Linked DNA regions of Anser cygnoides: region 2 is linked to region 1. The links are chromatin contacts, called in public Hi-C maps. All regions are on one chromosome and are shown on one strand. The core of a region is the stretch at or near the end of the contact, and the rest is flanking DNA. Distances in the headings are between cores, read along the strand shown. Region 1 holds the start of SNRNP25 (small nuclear ribonucleoprotein U11/U12 subunit 25). Region 2 overlaps NPRL3 (NPR3 like, GATOR1 complex subunit).

The links. Hi-C and Micro-C count contacts between places; a contact is called where the count stands out from the background.
Region 2: a contact with region 1 is called in a Hi-C map of liver, with 5 times the contacts expected there. The contact joins the enhancer-like site here to the promoter of SNRNP25 in region 1. A contact is called at or near these places in 2 of 7 Hi-C or Micro-C datasets (both in liver).

The regions. Positions count from the first base shown.
Region 1 is chr15:11,125,053-11,132,120 of Taihu_goose_T2T_genome, reverse strand. SNRNP25 (small nuclear ribonucleoprotein U11/U12 subunit 25) reads right to left here and starts at 5,094. Exons shown (of 7, transcript XR_007163429.2): 1 at 4,962-5,094; 2 at 4,764-4,854; 3 at 4,574-4,679; 4 at 4,416-4,490; 5 at 3,076-3,138; 6 at 2,548-2,665; 7 at 1,533-1,742. POLR3K (RNA polymerase III subunit K) reads left to right here and starts at 5,088. Exons shown (of 3, transcript XM_048064247.2): 1 at 5,088-5,220; 2 at 5,321-5,408; 3 at 5,488-5,727. The coding sequence starts at 5,110. The coding sequence ends at 5,615. GTF3C1 (general transcription factor IIIC subunit 1) reads right to left here. Exons shown (of 37, transcript XM_066977486.1): 37 at 6,473-6,810. The coding sequence ends at 6,589. It overlaps RHBDF1 (rhomboid 5 homolog 1), which reads left to right. Exons shown (of 19, transcript XM_066977497.1): 19 at 308-1,070. The coding sequence ends at 727.
Region 2 is chr15:11,237,907-11,244,450 of Taihu_goose_T2T_genome, reverse strand. All of the region lies in intron 5 of NPRL3 (NPR3 like, GATOR1 complex subunit), which reads left to right. Among named protein-coding and RNA genes, the nearest start is that of NPRL3, 24 kb to the left of the region's middle. Within about 2 kb of position 2,525, at least 2 of the 3 cell types and tissues checked have open chromatin away from gene starts, as enhancers often do. A contact at or near this core is called in liver, where this site is marked.

The DNA.
Region 1 (7,068 bases), core at 3,845-6,344:
GGGTGAGGGGACCAAGGAGATGGCCTTTAAAGACCTCTCCACTCTGGTGACTCAAACCAGATTCACCCTCCTTAAATTGAAGATCTGTTCTGGCCATTGATGGCCTCACACCTACCTTGGTCCTCGTGTCAAACCAGGCCTTGAACCCCATTGTCAGGATGAAGTCTCACGCTGCGGCATCTCTTTCCCAAGTAACACTGAACAAGGAGTTGGTTGAATGATAAGTAACTGTAATGGCTGGAGCTGGCTGCAGAAGCCAGGCAAATGGCATGTGCCTGATGTTACTTGTAATGCTCTTCTTCTGCAGGTTGGCCCTGCAGGATCCCAGTTTGGGATTCTGGCCTGTCTCTTTGTGGAGCTCTTCCAGAGCTGGCAAATCCTGGCACGCCCATGGAGGGCCTTCTTCAAGCTGCTGGCTGTGGTGCTCTTTCTTTTTGCCTTTGGCCTCCTGCCTTGGATCGATAATTTTGCTCACATTTCAGGATTCATCAGTGGTTTCTTCCTCTCCTTTGCCTTCCTGCCCTACATTAGCTTTGGGAAGTTTGATTTATATAGGAAGCGATGCCAAATTATAGTTTTCCAGCTCATCTTCATTGCACTCTTCTCAGGACTTGTGATTCTATTCTATTTCTACCCCATCAAGTGTGAGTGGTGTGAGTTCCTTACTTGTATACCATTCACAGACAAATTCTGCGAGAAATACGACCTGGATGCACAGCTCCACTGAAAGGCAAAGACGGGCTTCTCGAGCAGGCACTGGAGATGGACTGTCTTTGCATTTGCTGTGCTAGTTCCATATGGACAAAGCTTCTAATCCAATGACACTTCTAACCCTGCCCGTGGTTAATTTAAACTGTCTCTTTAGCACTCGGCAGGCATGTTTTGCCTTATCTCAGAAGACTCTGAACAGAACGTTTGTGCCTTGTTCAATTGTATTGAACCTTTTCTGCTGCCATTATTTTTATTACACTAGTTTCAATACTACATTTTTAACCAGAGTTATTTACTACTGCTGAGGTGGTGATTAAATGGAAAGGTAGCGTTTTAGCTACTGTTAATTGTTTTGCATAGTCTGTGGCTATGTTTGTTGCTTTATTTCACCCATGTTGTTTCACACACCAGTAGGATGCATGCTTTTCTGGCCCCCAAAACACCCAGACAGATTTGCTGCTGGAAATCACAGAACCATTAAGGTTGGAAAAGACCTCCACGATCATCTGGTCCAACCATCCCCTAATAATAGTGTCACCCACTAAACCATGTCCCTAAGCACCAGGTCCAACCTTTCCTTAGACACCCTCAGGGACGGTGACTCCACCACCCTCCCGGGGCAACCCGTTCCAGTGCCTGACTGCTCTTTCTGAGAAGAAATGTCTCCTCATTTCCAACCTGAACTGCCCCTGGTGCAACTTGGGGCCATTCCCCCTAGCCCTATCGCTAGTTACCTGTGAGAAGACGCCAACCCCCAGCTCCCCACTACCTTTCAGATAGTTGTAGAAAGCACTAAGGAGAGAAATAAGGGCTTTAAACGCTTCAGAAAACTAGAGAGTCTCTTTAATCACAGATAGTGCATTCAGCATACAGCTCAGAGGGAAACATTTTGAACAGTGACTGCGAAAACATGTAGGAATTTCTATTCAACTGGAGTTTGCTTCTCTGGGAAATGGTACAGTCTTTTCCTCTAGGAGAGTGCTGGATCCAGTGCCTGGTCACGGTAGAGCTGGATTCTCTGCTGGATTTCTCTATTAAAGAAAGAACATATTTGAAAGTGGCAGTAATAACTACATGACGGGCTCTCTTACATCCACAGTACCAGAAGGATGAACCGCTGCTATAGGTAACTGCTGGGCATGGGCACTATGGGGTAGACAGAGCTTTTCTGTCATGGCACACACTTCATTACACTGGATGCCACAGATGCGGTAGTACTGAAAGAGGGAAAAAGCTACTGTGGTCACAAAGTGACAGTTTCTAACCCAGCTAGCTGGAGCCACAAAACAAAGAAGTGTTTGGAAAAATTGCAGTTACCACTGCTTTTTGGTGACTGTGTTTTTAGGTGATGAGGGGAGACAAACAATTTCAAACATGCTAAGTTTGGGAGTCTTGGCCACCCCTTGTGTCTGTGTGTATCACTGCAGCACGATACCAGAACTACGCTGTATACTTGGGCTACATACAGGTAAATATACATGCTACCAGTAGTCTTAAATCCATCAGCTGCACAAAAATACTACAGCCAAAAGTTGCCTAGTGCCTTCTGAGAACAACTCAACTGAGCTCAAGGTTTCCATAAACTGAGAAAATTGAGAAATTGAGAAACAAAAGCTACATGGTACATAAGCAGAGGTGCCTCTTGGTAACTCCTCATAACGTCCAGTAATTGAGGAAAATGGCTCAAAGTACACCCAACGTGGAACAGCAGCAATGTTTACTTGAGTTTGTATATGTGCACCCATGGGACGCTTCTTTTAACTGCAGGTGCTCTGAAGGGTATAGGAGCATTAGGAGCAGGTGGAAGAAGAGTCACTTGGATATAACGAGACTCACAGGAGGATCAAATGAACTGGATGGTGACAGTCACGTGTAACACAGAGACCTCATCTTCCTAGGCATTAGTTAACAACCTGCCACATTTCTGACAGTGATTTCCAGAGATTCATCAAGTCTAAAAAAAAATAAAATAAAGCAAGGTCCCAGAAGCAGTCATAAGAGCAAACAAAGGAATACCGTATTTAAGGATTCTCAAGACACTGGGGGAGCAGTCTAAAATGTAATGTAGGGGTTAGAGATGCACCATTGCTAACACTTAGGTATTGCTGCTGCTGCTGCTGATGTGGTTTGTTAACTGAAGTAGCTGAATCATCATTCCCTGCCCTAAGAGAAGCACAAGCAACACAATGAGAATGTGGAAATGGACCAGAGCCAGCGCGTGAGCCTAATGTAGCCATGGACGTTCAGGAATGCTCTGCTGTACAGTGGAGAGCAGCACCACAAGCTGCTGTAAGTCTGAATGCTAAGGCCCTGGGAAGACAAAGCTGAAGAACTGGTAGCTTGTAATGGATATTCAGGACTTACCTGACAGGTTACTTTCGAAGTTTCTTAATGAAGCTGACCTCATCCCGGTTTCTGATGCCATACCTGAACAGAGAGTTGTGCTGTTACATGCCAGTTCTCCGGAAACCACAAACTTTGAAATCCTATAGCCTCCTTTTCCCAGGGGAAGATGGACTCCTAATGTGCTCTACTGCAGGACAGTTTAAAATTCTCACCTGCATAGGCTGAACAGGATCTGATCATCTGCCTTTTTAACTGCAACACCTCAACACAATGTCTGTCACCCATGGCTCAGTCTTTCAAGGACAGATTTGATTAGGCAGGGCTGTCTTTCTAGGGACTCTCATTCCTGCTGAGTTTGTAATACTTCAGACAAGCTTTTCTTGCCGGTGTGCATGAGGGCTGATATAACCAGCACTTGCTCTATGCAGCAGCTAGAGTACACAGAAGTACCTCCTGCCTCCTTGCCTTGAGAACAGGCATGGAAGCATAGCAGTGGTTTGTCAGTGTTGTTACAAGGATTGTCTCTGATGTGTGGCTGAGCAGGCTTTACATTCTTTCAACCCTTCTCCATGCCCTTCTACCTTAGCAGCTCTGTCAAGCTCTGTGAGGGGGTCTGAGCACTGGCACAGGTTGCCCGCAGAGGTTGTGGAGTCTCTGCTCTTGGAGATACTCAGAACCCAACCGGATGCAGCACTGAGCCACCTGCTCTAGGTTACCATGCTTAAGCAGAGGGTTGGACTAGATGACCTCCAGAGGTCCCTCACCCCATTCTGCGACTTCAAAAGCTCCATCTGATTTCCTCCCTTAGAACACCTTCGATCCCCTCCACCATGTCATGGGGCCTGTGCTCATCTCCTGCTGAGTAGCTGCTCCCACATGCTCCCAGTTCCACTGGAGATGAACTGATGTGCTTCACGTGCACAACACCATGCCTTGCCTTCTACGTGCTCTTCTCCCTTCATCTCTCATTTATGCTTTTTCTCACTAACCTCATCTCTGCAGAATAGCTCAGGTGTGAACTTAGTGTTTAGCCGTTGTGCAAAGTTTAGTGTGGCTGGGCCAGGGACAATGTTTGACTGCCTTGCTGTCATCCAAATTGCACAAACACCCTCATCACGGAAAAACTGTGGCTGAAGAATTACCCACGGCTTTCCCGTCATGCAGCTGTCCTCTGCTAGGGACGTGTCCCACCTGCGTGAAGCTCTGCTCCCACCCTGCAATCCATTTTGGAGAACCTGGCTGAGCCCTGGCACAGAGGTGCAAGCCAATCCCTCCCCGTGCTCATGCTTTGAGTACAGCCTGACTCTAACGAGGCTCATCCAGCCCCCACGGACGCCGGAAGCGACTCGCTCACTCACTCTCTCAGCTTCTTTCTGTCATCTGCCAGTTTCTCTCCGGCGTAGGTTAGGTGGTACGTCCTCCATATGTACTTCCTGGGGAGAAAAAGGGGTTAAGCGGGAGCCCCGGGGGGCGACCGGGGCAGGGCCGGGCAGCCCCGCGGCGGGGCGCCGCTCACCAGCTGAGGTGCTGGGCGCCGCCCTGCCGGGCCTGCCGCAGCTGGACGTGCCTCCGCAGCGCCTTCTTCAGCTCCAGCACGGTCGCGTTCTGCACCACCACCACGGCTGCGGAGGGGAGAGCCCCCGTCAGCGCCCCCTCGGCCGCCGTCCCCGTCCCACACGCCCGCCGCCCCTCAGCCCCAGACGCACGCATGGTCTCGCCGTCCGCCTTGCAGACGCGCACCGTCATGGCCTGCCCGTACTCCAGCGCCACCTGAGAGCCGATCTCCTCCGGCGTCACCTGCGGGGAGCGAGCGGGCGGCGGGGGGGGGGGGGGGGGGCTCAGCCTCAGCCGCGCCGCCCCCGCTCCCTCGCTCCGCTGCCCCGTGCCCCCAGCCCCGGCCCCACCTGCGGCGGGAGGTCGCAGAGCAGCGGGTCCTGCACCAGCCGCGCCAGCGCCGCCTGGAAGAGCTCCAGCACCTCGGCGTGCGCCAGCTCCTCCTCGGGCTCCGCCATCGCCGGGCCGGAAGGGGCGGCGCGAGGCGCGGAACCGGCGATGTTGCTGTTCTGCCCGGCCTGCGGCAACGTGCTGGTGGCCGAGGAGGGGCCGCGGTGCCACCGCTTCGCCTGCACCACCTGCCCCTACGTGCGCAATGTGACGCGGAAGGTGCCGGGGGACCAGGGGGAACCGGGACCGGGGGGGGGGGGTGGAGAATGGGGGGCGGCCGCGGTCGGCCCGGACCCCGCTGACCGCCGGCGGCCCGCAGGTGACGAGCAGGAAATACCCGCAGCTGAAGGAGGTGGACGATGTCCTGGGCGGCGCCGCGGCCTGGGAGAACGTGGACTCCACCGCAGGTAGGGGCCGTGGGGCGAGCGGGGCCGGGCCGGGCCGGGCCTTGCCTCCCCTCACGGCGCCTCGCCCCCCGCCCCGCAGAGCCGTGCCCCAAGTGCGAGCACCCCCGCGCCTACTTCATGCAGATCCAGACGCGCTCGGCCGACGAGCCCATGACCACCTTCTACAAGTGCTGCAGCCCCCAGTGCGGCCACCGCTGGAGGGACTGAGTCCCCCGCACGCCTCGGGGCCGGCCCAAGCTGAGGGGGCCCCGGCCTGGTCCTGCCCCGCGGCCAGGCTGGCGGCGGCCGCCCTCGCAATAAAGCTGGCGGTGAGTGGAAATACCCGCGTCGTGTGGTGCTTGGAAAGCCGCTGAGGCTGAGACTGCCGTGGAGAACTGGAAGAGGAGAGGCCGAGCCAGTGACAGGTGAAAAAAATCAGTGTTTAGGAGGTAACTTTAGTTAGCTGAAGCTCTCTAAGAATACTCGGCAAAGGTTAGCCCAGATTCAACTGCTGTGGAACTGACCCACACGCAAAGCAAAGGTAAAATGTTACCGCTGGAGCCTTCAGGGGAGAAAAAAAGAACAGGGGCCTTTTGCCCCACACAGGCAAACCAGAGCAGAAGTTCTGTTTAAAATCTTGCAAAAGCTAGGAAGGATGCATGGAGTCCTTTGGACAGATAGAGGCCTGGCTTGCCTTTTACAGGAATTTCTTTCAGAGCGTACTCAGTACTGCATCCCCAGCTCCAGCAAACGCAACATGAGCACCTTTGATGTGCAATTAAAAAAACCAGCTCTTCATAAACACCCTGGCTAATGGCTCACACCCAACTAAAACAGACCATTCATGTGGCCGTTAAAGGACATGAAATGCTATCTTGAAGAGACTGCTACAATATCTCACTACAAAAAGATCTAAAAAGAATGCCTGCTGAAGAAGCAGTATAGTAACTGAAAAATAATAAAGACACTAAAAAAAAGTAGGATCAAGTATTACCTTCATCTTAACATTAAGATTTATTCTCAGCTTAAATGTATTCAAAAGTAAAAATAATTAAAAAAACCCACTGCTTTCTTAAAACAAAACATGATGGAGCACAAATGATATAGTGTTTAATCTGCATTAACACTTGTTCCTAAGGGCTAAACCAGTTTAACACAACTCAAGTTTAGATCTTCTGTACATTTTACTATCTTTTATCTATTATACATGGATAATCTGCACCCATTTATTCCAGTTAACTTCATAGGGGAACACTCTTCCCAGCCTGAGAGTACAGTCTATGGTAGGCTCAAAGTATGTTGTTGGGGTTTCACTCAGTTTGGGATTGTTTATTTGTTCTTCCATAACTGGCTTAGAGAAGAGAGACACCAGGGATGGCTTTTTCATGTGGAATCGTCTGATGCAACCAAGAGCTTCAAGACCCTGCAGAAAAATTCACACATTTTAGCTTGAACAGTTGCAAAAACAAACTAAACGACCCACCCACCCCCTCAAATGCTATTCTACATTTAGTGTCCCCAGAAACATTAGGCAATTTGTACCGAGTAGTTTCACTTCCAGCCCACAGGAGGACACGGGGATGGCAAAGTTTACTGCACACCAAAGAAAGTTCACGTAGCTGGATATACCCTCATTTGTCATTTTGCTCATCAGCTACTGTGTCTCTTGAGGATAAAAGCC
Region 2 (6,544 bases), core at 1,276-3,775, 110 kb before region 1:
TAGTAGTGCTCTAAACCTGCAGGTAAGAGAAAAATGCTGCATATAGCACTGATGGCAATGTTAGATACTGCCTTGGCTTCATTTGGTTACACTGTGCATGTCTGGACAGTGAATTTGGATTAGGTGGTGAGACTTTCAGCAGAATAGAAAGTGTAACATGCTGTTTCTTGATTGGATTAAAGGTTCTGGTGAGGATTTCAAAGGAGCATTGAGCTAGTGTTGAATTTCAGCAGGAGTTGGCACCCAGCTCCTCCAGCGTACTGCTTCAACAGTATGTCGGTGCTGACTCGTCATGCAGAGCAGACACCTTCATTCAGGATATGCACTTGGCAGGAGAAGGACAGAAGATAGAAGGGTTTGGTGGGGTGAAGGATGAGCCCCTTGATTAGTGTGTTTGTCTGGACTTAGGAAAACTACTGTTGAGTTCCTTTGTTGACTGTCAGGCACAGTGTATGATCTTAGACCAACTCTTTAGCTTCCCTAGGTCACAGTTTCCCTTGTTCAAAGGGAATAATCACAAAGACCTGGAAGGCAAGGCACTGAAAACCTAGATAATTTAACGATTGCAAAGCACATTATAAAACTTCTAATAAGCTGTTTTAACTATGTTCAAGAGCTGTGAATTTCAGGCTGTTTGGAATGAGTGTAGCATATTGTTCAATAAGATTCTCACAAAATGTATACTAAATTTTAAAATAAGGCTTTTTTTTTTTTTTTTTTGCGTAGCCTGTAATTCTTATATCAAACTTTTCACTTGCTTTTTATGTTTCTCTGTTCGTCTCAGGGTATGAATTCATGACTGGGCAAATATTGATCTTGTTTCCAAACATTTTAGTGACACAGTGACATCTTGTGGCATTTAACTGTGACTGGAGGAACATACAGCCCAAGCTCATGGAGTAATACTACTGTCCTTCCATGAAATAAGGAGTAGACTGGCCATGGAGAAACACACATTGGTGCCGGCTCCCAGATATAAAATAAAGCAGTCTCCCTTATTTAGGCATTGTGGGTGGGGGAGAGGGCGTGCATGTCATATTTTGACACTATTTTGCATGGCATTGTCACAAGCAAATTAAGAACTAAACTGTTGGTAAAAGGATAAATGACTTTGCATTTGATTAGTAAGCTCTCTTTGAAGAGTCATTAACAGTGTTAGCTGGATGGGTAATAAGGTGGTGTTCTGCATTTTCCATTAATGCTTTATATGAGAAAATAGGAAATATGCTTATTACACCTGCAGGCAGACAGGGTGAGAGGTGCTGCAGCACCTTGCAGGGCAAGCATATAACTAAAATAATTTTTTGGTCAAATAGAAGAAACTGTCCAGCACTGGAGGGACAGGGACCTGCTGGAGCAGGTCCGGAGGAGGCCACGAGGATGGTCAGGGGGCTGGAGCACCTCTGCTGTGAAGAGAGGCTGAGGGAGCTGGGAGCGTTCAGCCTGGAGAAGAGAAGGCTCCGGGGAGACCTATTGTGGCCTTTTAATACCTAAAGGGGGCTTGTAAGAAAGATGGAGTGAGACTTACAACAAGGGCATGTAGTGACAGGACAAGGGCTAATGATTTTAAACTAAAAGAGGGTGGACTTAATGTATCAGGAAGAAATTCTTTATTGTAAGGGTTGTGAGGCCCTGGCCCAGGCTGCCCAGAGGAGCTGTGGGTGCCCCATCCCTGGCAGTGCTCAAGGCCAGGCTGGGTGGGGATTTGGGCAGCCTGATCTAGTAGCAGATGTGCCTGCCCATGGGACTAGGTGATCTGTAAAGGTCCCTTCCAACCCAAACTATTCTATGATTCTGTGATAAGTGCATGCAGTGGCAATGTACTGGTTTAAATATATGGGCATTTCTGGCATAGCCTTTGGCATAAGGAAACATAGTTAGGTGGAGAGGGCACTTTGAATTGCAGATGGGAACCCATCTCTCCATCTGAGATTTGCTCAAGCCAGCATTTCCTTGTGCCTGCTTGTTTTGGAATTCCAGTCAAGTGCTTCTTGAATTACTGCAGTTGCTTCAGAATTGCTGTCTAGCCTTTGGTTTCCTGTAGATGGTGCTGAGGTATTTCAGGCAAGACCCAACATGTCCCTTAGTAAGTTGGTTTGTAGTAAACCATGAGTGTACGAATCTTTTTATAGCACAATGTCCTTTGCATTTTGAATGAAATGTCCTTATTTTATAAGGCAGTAATCAGTAGCCAGGCCATTTTGACTGTAGTGCTACTGCTGCTGTTATAACTGAGTGTTATTAAACTGACAGTTTGGAGGTAAACAACAGCTAGTTCCTGGGACCTTCTTGACTAACAGCTAAAACCAGATGTTTCTCTTCCATTAGTTGCGAAAACAAGTTTGAAAATCTTTTTCACCTTCCCCTCAGAGGAAGGGGAACCTTTACTGGTTTTACAATGGGGGTCTCCTATAAGCCAGCGTTCAATTTAAGGAATTAAGACTACTTTCACCAATTGTTATCTACAGAGCAGATAATTTGTTAGCCTGATGATAGCTAAGTGCCCATCTGTTTTTTAGTAAATTTCTATTAGCTTTATATTAGAAGAAAATTGAAAATACGATTTTTTGGGGGGAGGAGAGGATTGGTTTTTGTTTGTTTTTAATATACAAAGAGCCTTTATACATTTTAGCCTAGTGGGATTTGAACTGACTGGTGGATCTAGCCTATCTCATCACTTTAAGGAGAAGAGGAATAATTATATGAAAATTAATGAATTATTATGTTATTTATATGACTGTACTATGACATATAAGCCAACTACAGTTAGTTGACCAAAGGACAGTGTGTCTTTTACAGGGAAGCATAAAACTATTTGAAAGCTCTAAATAGTCACAACCTCTAGCAAAAATAAACTCAAAAGCTACAAGCTCACCCCTACAAAACTAGCAAACATATTATTAATATATGGTGTAAATAGGATAAACATAAGATGTGGTGTGTGTGTAGGAATTCATAACCAGTTTATAAAAAGTGAGGTGGGATTGTCTGCGTTTTGCTGATAGCTGTGAAAAAGAAGGCTGGAATTCTGTAGGATACTGGCCAACTTTAAGATTCCCATTTTGGGGGGAGTAGATCACAGTTGCTATTCAGGGCAAAGCATAAGAACAGAGCAAAAGAGCAGTGATATTCCCTAAAATATTCCACAGCTTCCTGCAGCTTGCAGCTCTGGAGGTGCTTTCTGTATATTCAACAGCCTTAAGCTGATCTCATTTCCCGAAATTAGTTCACTCTCCTGCAAGCCAAAGTAAATATTTAACAACCACAGCATCCTCTGATAAGGAGCTCCATGGCTTAACTGGTTGCTCTGTTTCTTTCTGTTTCTTTTTGAACTTTGCTCCTCCTCCCAGTCTCATTAGATGTATCTTAGGTCTTACACTGGAGAGACAGTGAAGAGCTTTTTACTGGTTACTTCTCCCTGATTCATTTTCAGATTACTACAAAATCCCCTGTCAGTATCCTAATCCCTTGCTATGTATCCCTCAGCATTGCTCATCGTGTATCATCTAAGCAGAGATTTCCAACAAAAAGTGTTGAAATTAAGTTTTCGTGAGAGAAATGGAACATCAGTGAGGATTTAATGGACGATTAGAATATGGAGAATGAAGCCATTTTTACCCAGTTACTTGTGATGTCTGTGGGAATCTGCATTCATACCTGTGCTGTTCAATGTGTTCATATTGATAACTGGCCTGGAAAAAGGGGCAGTGTGTGAAGTGACAAAGTTTACAGATAATAACAAAGGGAATAAAAGTGCAAATAGATGAGGAAGATTTGAAGAAAGGTTACTGGAGACCAATTGATCAGCAGATGAAATTCACTATAGTTAGATGTAAAGTAATGCACATGAGACAAAACAAACCTTTAATATATAACTGCTCTGAAAAGGGCTTTTGGAATTATAGCAGATAGTTCAGTGAAAAACCTCGGGGTGCAGTAACACCGAAAAAATCCCTATAAAACGTGAAGAGAAGTTGGGAAAGGAGCAAAGAAGAAAAGAGGTAATCTGTACATTTCTTGTATATCTACCATGCCTTCGAAATCTTTGTGTAATTCTATGTTTCCTGTCAGGGACTATTTAAATGTGTCCCTGAGCCAGAGGTTCATGGTACAGTGCTGGCCAACGCAGTGTTCTCACCTTCTGTGGTCCCACGTCTTCCTGGTGCTGGACTCGGGGTGGGATAGTGAGGTCTGTGCTCTAAGTTTGCCTTCAGATTTGATCTGTTCACTGCTGCTAGATAAAGATGATTCCACTTCGGTTTCTAACTGTGTTTCAGTCTCTTTAGGATAGGATCAGCATAGCAGAGCTGGTGCCACATCTTTTGAATAAGGACATCGTGTTATAGAGTTACATGTGCTCATTGAGCATGGATATCACCACTTACACAGGACTGTTTGCTCCACAATTTCAGTTGTTTGAGAAGAACAAAGTCGAAGTGTAGCTAGGTGACTCTGTAATGCAACTTTGATAACTTACAACCTGTTTTCTTGGTACTTTCTTCTGTTGCCAGTTTTTGGTGTTATGCTTCTGTCCCTAAAGAAGGAAGCTTCTGGGTGTGCATGGTCCCCAGCCAAACAACTGGCAGCCAGCTCATGGGGATTCGTGAGGCTTACAGTAAAAAGCTTGCTAAATAGATGACTTTGTGGGGAACAAATAAAAATGAAAGCAAATGCGGATCCAAACTTCAATTTCACACAGTAACAGTGTGGCTGAGGCCGGAGGCCTCCCTGGGCCCATCTGCGCCCCCCAGTGCAGGGGGCCCAGGCCCGTGTCCAGGTGGCTTTGGGAAATCTCCAAGGAGGAGACTCCACAGCCTCTGTGGGCAACCTGTGCGGCTCCGACACCCGCACAGCACAGAAGTGCCTCCTGGTGCTCAGAGGGAGCCTCCTGTGCTCCAGTTTGTGCCCACTGCCTCTGGGCCTGGCCCTGGGCACTGCTGAGCAGGGCCTGGCTCCATCCTCTGCACCCTGCCTTCAGGGATTTGTAGGCATCGGTGAGATCCCCCTGAGCCTCTTCTCCAGGCTGAGCAGTCCCAGCTCTCGCAGCCTCTCCTCCCAGGAGAGGTGTTCCAGTCCCTTCATCATCCCTGTGGCCCTACATTTGACTTTTCCCAGTACGCCCAGGTCTCTCTTGTACTGGTGGGCCCAGAACTGGGCACAGCACTCCAGGTGTAGCCTCACCAGAGCTAGGCAGAGGGGAAGGATCACCTCCCTTGACCTGCTGGCAGTACTTTCCCTGATGCAGCCAAGGGTACCGTTAGTCTTGCAGCAAGGGCACAGTGCTGACTCTTGTTCTACTTGGTGTCTACCAGGACTCTTAGTACCTTTTCTGCCAAGCTGCTTTCCAGCTGGGTGCCCCCAGCATGTGCTGATGCTTGGGGTTGTTACTCCCCAGGTGCAGGACTTTGCACTTCTCCTTGCTGAATGTCGTGAGGTTCTTGACAGTGCATTGCTCCAGCTTGACAGGGTTCCTCTGGACAGCTGCATGGCCCTCTGGTGGATCACACTTCTCAGTTTTGTGCCATTTGCGAATTCAATGAGGGTGCACTCCACCCCATTGTGCAGTCAGCTTTCTGTGACTTTACTGTGTTTCATGAATCCTTGCATATATCTCGGTGAAACTAACTGATTTTGACTGGCTAAGTGCAGTCACATACATTGTTGCTGGTGGATGTAGTTTGTTCCTAGCCAGATTATTAGAGACTTAAATTATTTTCCATCCACAAGGGGAGGAGTGAAGGAGAAATCATTACATAAAGCTAGCTATGGTGAAGGTTTGAAATTGAATGCAAATGTAGAAAAATTAAATTGAAATTGAAATCAGAACTCAAAATCTGTTTTTCTTGTTGTCTTTAATTTTAGGCTATTGTCGTATAATGCAACGTAGACAAAATTATGCTGTGGAGAATGTAATTATATAATTAAAGCTTTTGCCTTAATGCACTTGGACCAAAGAATGAAAGGAACCAAACATATATTTTTCCTGCGTGTTAGAGTACACAGGGAGAATATCCCTGTGTATCCCTGTTTCATATTTTCATGTTTCTTCGCTTCTTTTTGGTAACCCATTTTGACAACCACACTAGCTTTCACATAGTCTCTTAACTCATTTGTGCAATTGATCTTTTTGTCATGTTTTCTCTTGTGAGTGTTTGCCCCCATACATAGTGTGGATAACTACTGCTTCAAGGTGCCCTTTACCTTGATGTATTTTAAGATAATGCAGCTTTTTCTGTCAGTTAGTGTGTGTCTGGTGGGTTAAGCAGTGTTACTGGAGTTGCAGCAAGACAAACTGAGGTGTTTGCCATGCTTTGCATGTTCCTTCAGGGTTTGTAGCCTCTGATCAGATGTGAGATGCTAGCACCAGAGAGTGGGTTTACCTTTTCAGGGATTTTTTTTTTTAAAGGAAAGCATGTATAGTGTTTGTTCCATTAACATTTTGGAAAATAAATACTTCTCAGTGTTCAGTGCAGGATCTGAGAACAAAACCATGGCCTCTGCTTTACAAAAGCTTTGTCTACAGTGAGATTTCACGTAATGAGTC